Linked DNA regions of Gossypium raimondii: region 2 is linked to region 1. A link is a contact called in public Hi-C data. All regions are on one chromosome and are shown on one strand. Each heading gives the region's core, a stretch centred on a gene start, on an enhancer-like site or on the middle of the called end of the contact. The rest is flanking DNA. Distances are from core to core; before and after follow the strand shown. Region 1 has its middle 6.3 kb from the start of LOC105788014. Region 2 holds the start of LOC105788017 (protein PAF1 homolog).

Region 1 (5,340 bases), core at 982-3,481:
GAGAGACCAATAATAAATAAATATTATTATATATTCATAAAAATAAAAACTTAATCAATTACAATTTTTATGATAAAAGCAATTAAACTATTTCCCTTACTAAAATGTTTTAAGTTACAAATAGCGACTAATGAGGAAATTACAAACCTAGCAAAATTATAGGGATTAATGAGGAAACTACAAATATCGAAAGCCCTGTAAAAAAAAAATGAAAAACACCAAAGTGTTTATGTTGCAATTAACTCCTTTGGTTGTCATAGATGGGATAGGATGATGATACTCTTTCCTTTTATTTCAGTAGTTAATCTGGTCAAAAAAAATCTCAATTTCTATTTTTATTTCCTTGTATAAAGGTTAAAATTTCGGTGTATTAGTTTTCAGAAATTCTTTTAATGAAAAATTGACCATTAGAAACTATTTTTATATTAAATATAATATAATATAAAGCAATATAGATTGACATTTTACATTTGCACCAATTTAATGAAAGTTGAGTTTTTACGAAAATGAAAATTCAAAAGTAAAGCTGAAGCTCTTTGAGAAGATTAATTGATCTAAATTTGCATATGTATCATTATTTTATTTGAAAATTCTTGCATGGATTCTCTGTGAAAATTTTGGTTCTGAAGGTGGTTCGATGGAAGATTTAATCCTTAAAAAAGTTCAGTTTATGGATAATGATGAAAGTGTGAACAGAGAAGTGTTGGTGGATCTGACGAATGTACTAGTTATTTCTTAGAAGGACAAGCTTGTTGGAATTTCATCCAATAATAAGGAAAAAGGTTTAGAGGAGGAGGAAGAATTTGAGTAACTGGAAAGAGACATTCAGAAGTCGATAATTAATGGCAGTTCTTCAATCGAATTCTTTGATAGGATTCACCAGATTCTTATTTGGGATATGGAAAACACTGTAGTACTAAAGCTTTTAGGACGTAACATTGGATACTCGGTGTTACATAATAAAATTTCCAGTTTATGGAACTCATCGTCCCCGTTCCAGTTTATGGATATTGAGAATGGCTACTTCTTTGCTAAACTTAAAAAAAAAATATGGATTGTGAAAAGGCGCTCTCAAAAGGACCTTGGATAATTTTTGGGTAATACCTGATAGTTCAACCTTGGTCAATGTCTTTTAACCGAGCACAGACATTTCCTAGTGTCATAATGTCGTGGATAAGACTTTCGAGCTTACTAGGATACTTTTACGAGAGGAAAATTCTGACAGAAATAGGGGGTTAATTGGTAAGGTTGCAGAACTGGATATGAACACAGACAACAAGATCAGAGGTCGATTAGTCCGTATGGTTGTGTATGTTAACTTGGATAAACCGTTGGTGTCCCAAGTCTTAATCAATGGGAAAATATAGAGGGTCGAGTACGAATTCTTACCAACGGCCTGTTTCCACTGTGCATAGTATGGTTATGTAAAAGAAATTTGTCCTTTTAGGGTCTCTAAACCCAATTCTGGAAGAACGATGCCTTCGTCAAAATATTTGACGGAGGCTGTGAGCATGGTCGTTGATGAAACGGAGGAGAAAATTGATGGTTACGACCCGTGGATGTTGGTGGAGAAGAGACCCCTCAAGAAATCAAGGGATTCAGTGAACTCAGGGTCTAGAATTATGGAAAAAAAAAATGAAGGTTACCGTTTTATGGCATTGACAGAAAAGGAAGGTAACGTTGTCATTAAATTTGGGAAGAATGAGAAAATTCAGGATACACAGCAGAGAAAGGGGAAAGAAAGAGCAATTGAAGGAAACCAAGGTGCTGGGGCTAGTACGTATAATGTGGGCCACTTTAGTCGCTAAAGTAGAGACACAACTAATGTGTTGGGTCTTATAGATGTGGCAAGCCCTTCGAGGTCCTCTAATAATGCTGGTGGGTTAGATAATGGGCTCGTTTCGTTTAACAACTTCGAGATTGACCCAAGAACAACTTTTAATGGGTCATTCAAAGGTCTAAGGGAAAGTAGCCTGCTGAAAGATAGCACGTCAGGCCAAGGAAACGGGTCGAATAGTGGGCCAGGTGAGAACAAAATAATGGTTGTGCCAGACCAGGTTATGGAAGTATTTGGTAAGCTTATCAGAAACCTGGTTGCTTCTAGAAATCAAGGTCGGATCGCAGATGGTGGAAACGATGGTTCGGACTCTCATTCGCACATAGCTGGTGATGGCAATAAACTGGAGAATGTGGAACAGGTGAGGCTTTCGTCGAAAAGAGTTGTTGACGTCACAGTCTCTAAAGCGGGTGATGGCCTCGATTCCCGCAGGCATTTAACGGTCACCTTCAAAGAACTTCAAAGAACCACAAGGAGCATTCATCGATAACTAAAGGGAAAGGACCTCCGACATGAGTTCAAGGAAAAGAAAAGATCGAGTTGCTTGCTAGGAAATTTTCAGGGTAGAAACATAGGGGTCCGCGTCTTTCAAAATCACTCAACAAAATTAATCTTAGAAAGGGTAGCAGATTCAAAACGGTGGGAGACTCTAAGGTTTTGCTGTGGGAATTAGTGGCCTATTCGGCCGAATCCATTTCTTCTCAGGCCATGGAAGCTTTGGGTTTAGATGGCCCAATACTAAAGATTGGGCAACATGATAAGGGAGAATTCCCTAAACAGTAAGGCTTTGGTGGTTTTATTTTTATTATTTATCTATATTAATTTATATGGATTTAAATCTGACCATTTTTTCATGGAATTGCCAATGTTGCGCTAGTAGTAAACTTATTTGCGTTTTCGTGAATATAATATTGAATATGGTTCGGATATTGTGTGCTTGTTAGAGCCGATATTAAGTGGTAAAAGGCTAATTTTATCATTGAAAAATTGGGATTTTTTAATTTTCACCAAGTTGAAGCTGCTAGATTTTCAAGAGGAATTTGGGTGGGTTGGAAGGAATCTATTCGGATTTGAATTATCCAAAATCACCCACAGTTTCTTCTCTACGTATCTGGTAACATTTATTCTAATCTCATTTTTATATCTTTTGTTTATGGTAGTCCAGACAGGAGGAAAAGGAAGGCACTTTGGGAAGCTTTAAAAGTTACTTTATTTCATGATTCTCTTTCATGTTTAATTATGGGCGACTTTAATGTTATTCTATCACCTGACGATAAAAAAAGTATTTATGCCATAGGGAAGAGATGTAATTTTTTTTGGAAAATTTGTAGATTCTTGTAATTTATAGGATTTCGGATTCATCAGCCCATCCTTTATTGGCAAAGAGCTGACACGTCGAAGAGATTGGATTGAGCATTGGCTAATGATTCATGGATTTTGGCTTTCCCACAATGCATTGTTTCCCATCTACCGATGATTAAGTCTGATCATAGGCCCATTCTCTTGAGGACCGATCTGAATATTAGCTTGGCTACAGGGAGACCTTTTAGGTTCTTAACAGGTTGGACGAAGCACGCTAATTTTCCCTCCTTAGTGAAAGATAAGTGGCAGTTCTCGGGTAATATGGCTAGTTCTCTTTATGAATTTACTTTGCATGTTAAAGAATGGAACAGGTCCTTTTATGGTTATATAGGCTTTCGTAAAAGACATCTTATGAGATCGCTCTCTAGTATCCAAAAGGACCTGAATCATTCTGTCTCTACTTAGTTAATTCAATTAGAGATTGATGTGCGGGATGAGTTTGAAAATTTGCTAAATCATGAGGAACTTCCTTGGAGGCAAAAAGCTAGGTTGACTAGATCCAGTTTGGGGATCGTAACACCAAATTCTTTCATAGTCAAATGGTCCAAAGAAGGAAATTTAACTGTATCACGATGTTATACATTGATAACGGTAAGTAGTGTTCTGATCAGAACGTCCTTAAAATGGGGCAGTTGGTTTTTTTGAGAAGTTTTATGGGAAAAGACCAGAGCCCATAAAGGATCTTCCGTCCAACATTTTTCTTCGCATCAAGACCCAAGACATTGAGTTTTTGGAAAATTCGGTGTAAAATGAAGAAATTAAGAAAGCCTTATTCGACATGGATATTTTGAAAGCTCCGGAAAGCGATGGATTTCAAGCGCATTTTTTCAAGAGTCAGTGGGATATTGTAGGAAATGCAGTTTGTGAATGGGTGCAAGGAGTCTTAACTGGTAACATTATTGACCTGGAACTGAACAACTCTTTGTTAGTGTTTATTTCAAAAAATGATAGCCTAGAGAAATTCAGGCAATTTTGCCCTACTAGTCTATGTTCAGTAATGTATAAATTGGTAATGAAAATTATCATTAACAGATTTAAATTGGTTTTTCCTAACTTTATCTCACAGGAACAAGCCAGTTTCATTGCAAGGCGTAATATCTCAGATAATGTTGGCATAGCATAAGAAGTCTTACATTCTATATGGAAAAAATGAGATGGCAAAAAATAGATGGCGATCAAGTTGGATTTAGAGAAGGCTTATGATAGAGTGAGTTGGGAATTTATTGATGCTTCACTATAGGCTACGGGGACCCGATTTTTATCAGTTTAGTAATCATGGTGGTAGTCTCATCTTCAACTATGCAAATTCTCTGGAATAAAGTTTCCACTCAGAAATTCAAGCCATCTAGAAGGATCAAACAAGGTTGTTTATTGTCACCTTACCTTTTTGTGCTTTGCATAGAATGGTTAGGGCATATTATTCATGCAAAAATTGATAAAGGTAAGTGGTGTGAAATTCATTTTTTAAGATCGGGTCCCACTTTATATCATCTTTTTTTCATAGATAATTTGGTCATTTTTTGTAAAGTGGAATTGGATCAAGCTCAATTATTAGTGGACATCTTGAATCACTTTTGTGTTTTCTCTAGACACAAAGTCAGTACTCAAAAAAGCAATATTTATTTTTCTAAAGGAGCTGAAGGTGGTACTTGTTCATGGATCAATCAATTATTTGGTTTTCAGGTTATTCAAAATCTTGGCATTTATCTAGGTGTGCCTCTCATTCATGATAGGGTCACTAAAAGTACCCTAATTTTGTTGTGGAAAAGGTTAGGCGTAAATTGAAAAGTTGGGAAACAAATAAGTTATCCATGGCCAGAAGAGTCAGCCTAGCCCAATTAGTTCTCCTTACCATCCTAAATTACTCTATGCAGACCACGTTAATTTCGAAGGGAGTTTGTGAAGAGATTGAGAGAATTGTCAGATAATTTATTTGGGGTTGCACTAGTGGTCATCCAAAACTTGCTTTGGTTCGGTGGAACTCCATTTGTTAGCCAAGATCTCGTGGTGGGTTGAGATTTCGACATTTTCATGACCAAAACAATTCTTTTCTTATAAAGATTAGATTTAATTTAGTCACTAAGGATAATGCATTATGGTTATGAGTCTTTTGCATGAAATACGGGCTGAAGGAACATCTC
Region 2 (5,340 bases), core at 1,711-4,210, 280 kb after region 1:
ACTTGTACACACTGAGGTCAAGCAAATCCAGTGGTATCCCGAGATCTGGCTCAACAATAAGTTTAGGCTTGTACATTTTCTCTAGAGAGGTGATGGTGTATTTTGTAAACCTGTGAGAAAGACGTATACATTAACAAGAAATCTCAGAAAGGAATTAAATCATGACATCAAGACCAAGGACCAAAACCAGATTTTTTAAGTTTAAACTTTTACAAGTCCAATAATATTTTTCTCTGCAGATAAAGGAATACTAACTATAGATAACTAACGACAAAAATAAAAGAAAAATGGAAAATACATTCAATCAGACAATCAAAAAAAAATTTGGATCCTGGAGTTTTAAAAGGAGAAAATACAGTCATCATTCTTTGGAGCAAAACACTATTTCTTACCGATCTTTATCTTTCTTCAAGGCCATAAGTTTGGGCTGTGCACATGGATCAGGAAGTTCATTTCGGAATCTATATGATAAAAGTGTTTGTCATTATCAGATGTGAACTGCATAGCTAAATAGTCAAACAAGTAATCCAAAGGAACATTTTCCAAAATGAAAAAGAAATTTCACATGGGAAAATAAGGAAATTGCATGAAGAAATTAATGATCAAGTACAGTGTTCAGCCAAAATGTATTATTATACATGCAAATGCAAGGAACAGTGGGAAAGATCATTTTAATAAAACAAAAGGAAAAATCAAAATCCCATTGTTATCAAAACTACCGTAGTTACAATATGAGCAGATTCAACATGAAGAGAAAAGTACTGATTTTTTCAAGTTAATCCATGGTTCATCAACCTACTTATGCCAATGCCAATATCAGAGCCATATACATCACTAATTACTCTATCGAATTCCATCTTAAGTCATCCATGGATATCTCCAGAACAGCATAAATGGCAAAAGTAGGACAAGAGAAGGCATCATTCAACCTAAACTAGATAAACTCATTAAGGCAGGATCATAAACAAGAAATTTGAAAAGTTTAATACCTAACTTAGATATGACAAACGTGAAATTTAACAAGTTTGATATCTAAATTTGGTATGGCCTAAGAATCAAACAAAACTGTAAAGAAGAAAGAAAACATCATTTCCATATACTCACTTCAACTTGCACAAGAACGTAGTTGGCTTCTTTAATCTATTCTCAATCCTCTCACCACTCAAAAATGGTGTACCTCTCCTATCTCCCATCCGTGAGCCTATCATTGAACCATGCGCTTTGCTGGAAGACATTAATTGGGCCTTCTGCGACTCCTTCTTCTGCTGTCTATGCTTCTCCTCTTGTCTTTGCTTCTCAAAGTCCCTCTTCTTCCTCAACCTCCTCTCTTCCTCTGTCTCCACTCTTCCTGTATGTACATTTGGGTTCTTTACAGGGGGCACCATTGGCTTGTGCTCTCTACCAGCAATCCTGTGATTGGAATGCCCATGTTCACGCCTTCCAGAACCTGAAAAATCCCTATTCCCCACTTTACTGCGCTCACTTAACCTCTTGTCCCCAGCACTCTCCTTTGGAGGAGGCGGAGGTGGAGGAGAACTGGGAGGAGGAGGTGGAGGGATTGAAGAACCGGGAGAACTTGGGGGAGGCGGTGGAGGAGGTGGCTGCATTGCTTGATTGCCATACTGTGATGAGTACTGTGAAGGTGGATAGTATATTGGTGGCTGTGAGTTGAAGGTATTTTGCGGCACTGTTGGCAGAGGAGGGGGTGGGGGAGGTGGATAGGAAGAATCCGGAGGTGGCGGAGGCGGTGGGGGATAAGAATATTGCTGCTGTGGAGGTGGAGGCGGTGGCTGCTGCTGTTGTTGGGGCGGTCTTGAAGAAGGGTAATGATAATTTGATTTCAAATTCATTTGATTGTAATTTTGATCATAATGTTGTTGGGGTGGGAGAGGATTTTGATTTGGTGGGGGTGGAGGAGGAAAGGATTGTGGTGGGAATGACCTATACGAGGCCATTCTTCTTCTCTTTTATTCACTTTATCACAGTATCAAAAACAGAGATAAATCAATAAGAAAGCCGCATAAAAGAACAGTAAAACATGAAACTTGAGATTTTGAATTCTGGGCTTCTTTTTTCTCCTAGTTTTCTTGAAGAAATTTATTCAAATTGGAAAACCTTCAACTCGAATTTGAAATGTCCTATTTTCCTTTCAAGAAAAAAAAACCCTAAAGGAATAGATTCAAAACATTGAAATCCTAATTTCCAGAATTCAGCTGAAGTAGCTAAAACCCTAGCAAAATCAACCGCCAAAAATTTTTAATTTAATCAGGTCGGCAAAAAAAAATTTGTGGGAAGAAAGCGTTAAATGAGATAAACAGAGCAACGAATTGAACTCTCAATTCCACAAACCCTAGGAAAAAGATAGAGACTGATCTGGAATCTAACCAGTAAATACTTAAAAGCAAAAACCAGCTCCTACTGTATTAAAGGGAGAAAAAAGAAACCTAACCAATTGAAATCCGAACTAATATATGTTTATTATTTACAGCTCTAAGCGAAAACCAAAATGCGTGAGTGAGTGACCGGAAAAAGTTTGCCGGAACGGAGAAGGGGATAATATCCTCTTTTACTTGACTTTGGATTTATTTTTGGGTTTTATATATTCAGGATTATTTCTTTGTTTTTTCCGATGTTATTGAAATCCGGAGTTAGGATGAGAACTAGTTGAGTCGTGAACTTCAGTTGAACCGCGATCTATAAACTGAATGAACCAATGCAAAACCAGTTAAACCGACTTTTGCAACCCAAATCCATCGAAAACACACCAAACCCTAAAAAATTTAATCAATCCAACCCAATCACCCAACCTAAATTAATAAAGTAAAAAAAAAAAACCCCCTAAATTCCTTAATCTGTCTTGTACCTACTAAAACACTTGAAGAAGAAAAGAACAACTCTGCTGCTCGTTGCTCTGCCATGTTGAGACGGGTCAAATTCTCAAGTCTTAATTAGCTGTTAAGTTAGTTAAAAAAAACGACAGTGTTTAATCTTTTATGTTTAGAAACTTCAAAAAAACGTAGAGTTTAAGGGAGGGTTAGACGCAGCGTTTCAGTGTTGATGAAGGGAATTGAGTAAAATGGTGCGTTTCACTCTAATATTGCACATGTCTAACAAAATTTCAAATTGGTTGTAACGGCCTGGTGGTTATAATTGCCCAAGGGCCCAAGAAGCAGTTATGCAAAAATTTGAATGCCAAGTTTAGTCTCTCTTCTTCTCTTTCTCTCAAAATTTTCTCTCTTTTCTGTTTTCTGCAAACTCCAGCATCACATGTGCCAACGGCTGCCTCTCTACTTCTTTTCAACTCTTCTCTTATCTCAAGTTTCAACCTTAATTGTTGTTGATCATTGTCTCTAACCATTGCCGACCACCGTTTCTTGCTTTGAAGATTATTTTGGAGAGTCAATGATAAGATTTTCATTATCTTTTGTTTTTTTTCCTTCCTCTTTATTTTCAAGAAAATTAAGCATATATGTCAATTGTAAAAAAAATTAAGGTTTGATATCGTTTTATTTGGAAATTACGGAAATAAGTCAATTTTGGAGAGAGAAGACAAAAAACACGTGTAGGAAGCGCTTTCAGGTGACATGGATTAGAGAGGTGAAAATACGCTGGTTTAAAAAATTACAGAGCACATTTTCACCACATGGTGTTGCCTTGTACCAAAGTCGGATTTTTAAAAAAAAATTATATAAACGGTTAGAATATCACCGTCATTGAGTTTCTAACCTTGGGATCAATGGCAAGTTGACCAACGGTAACACTTTTTTCTCCAATGTCAACATTTTTTTCTCCAAAGGACATTTTTTTCCTATATATACATGTTTATTTTCAAAAAAATGTATTCAATCTTATTTATCTATTCTCTCAATTCTCTCAATCTTATACATTTATTCTCGCAATTTTCTCTACTATTTTATTCTTAATGTTTTTCATTCAATTTTACTAAATTTTTTATTTTGTAATTTCTTTAATTTTATTTCATTTTCATAATTTTAAAAATGTCAATGTCTCTAATTCAAGTTGGGTATAGAGTGTTACATGAGACTTGAAAATCAAGTCTCGATACTCAGGCTACCATGTCTTAAGACTTTTATCTAGTCCCAAGACATAAATCTAGAACTATAGGAAAATAGTATTCCAGGTCATGCAATCATGTCTCTATATGCCTCCTTGCAAGATATATGTCAAACAAAAAGTATGAAAACATGTTTAACACATGGAAACAAGTCCATAACATAAAAATTCCTTATCATAACCGTTTTCAATCAAAATTTGACTAGATGAGTAGATTATATGCATAAAACCAATACGCAAGTTCATTAAAAACTGTGACATCCAGCATTTGATCCAGTCGTTGAGTCCTAATGCGAGACCCATATTAGTTGCTAGAGTAATTTAATCTAGCTTATACTTTAAATTCAATAAGAAAGTCAAACATAAATCCATTCATATCAAACCATTTCAATTGATTAAATTCATTATTAAAACTTTTAAAACAATTTAGAAATATTTTAAAACAATTCCTAAGTGTTCAGAGGTCATCAGGACTTAGCACGGGTCTCTAGGAGTCGAAACAACTCAAAACAAGGGAGAGACAATGTTCTGTCATAACTGTATAGGTACAAGTGAGAATTTGTACTGATACAAGTCCCTACTATCGTACACTTTTACTTTCACTAACTTACTTGTTGCGATACAGTTTAGCATATGTATAGATACAACTATGCTAGGACCCAAAAATCACCTCAAAACTCACCTAAATTGATCTTTAACATCACCAATTCAAAACCATCACTTATTATACTAAAAAAAACACCATGTACACTCATAATAACACATTCAAACATCATGGAAACAATCATTCTAAATTGTCATTATACTTAACTACAAGGTTAACTTACTTGGCAAGTAAGTGACTCATCATTCATATGCATAATATTCATATCCCTTTTAACTTACATTAACTATGGCATACAAGATGTTAGCAAAGTTGCTGGAGACTATTTTAGTAAACTGTTTAAGTCTATTGCTACTCCAAATGTTGAGAATTATATCAATGGCATTCAAATTAAGGTTACTTAATATATGAATGCTAAGCTGGCTAAGGATTTCACGGATGAGAAAATCATTGATGCCTTCAACCACATGGATTCGCGCAAAGCCTTGGGGATTGATGGCCTCTCGGGGATTTTCTTTAAAGAGAATTGGGAGGTTGTGGGTAAAAATGTCCTTAAACTTTGCTATGAAATTTTAGATGGCAACAAGGATATCTCTTGTATTGATGAAATGATTATTGTGCTTATTTCTAAGATTAAAGACCCTGTGGACATGACTAACTTT

What was found. Hi-C and Micro-C count contacts between places; a contact is called where the count stands out from the background.
Region 2: a Hi-C map of leaf shows a contact between it and region 1, with 4 times the contacts expected there. The contact joins the promoter of LOC105788017 here to the enhancer-like site in region 1. A contact is called at or near these places in 2 of 2 Hi-C or Micro-C datasets (both in leaf).

The regions. Positions count from the first base shown.
Region 1 is chr2:10,771,635-10,776,974 of ASM2569854v1, forward strand. No RefSeq gene overlaps it. Among protein-coding and RNA genes, the nearest start is that of LOC105788014, 6.3 kb to the left of the region's middle. Within about 2 kb of position 2,232, the one cell type or tissue checked has open chromatin away from gene starts, as enhancers often do. A contact at or near this core is called in leaf, where this site is marked.
Region 2 is chr2:11,048,029-11,053,368 of ASM2569854v1, forward strand. It overlaps LOC105788017 (protein PAF1 homolog), which reads right to left and starts at 2,961. Exons shown (of 12, transcript XM_012614684.2): 1 at 1,105-2,961; 2 at 393-461; 3 at 3-110. The coding sequence starts at 1,955.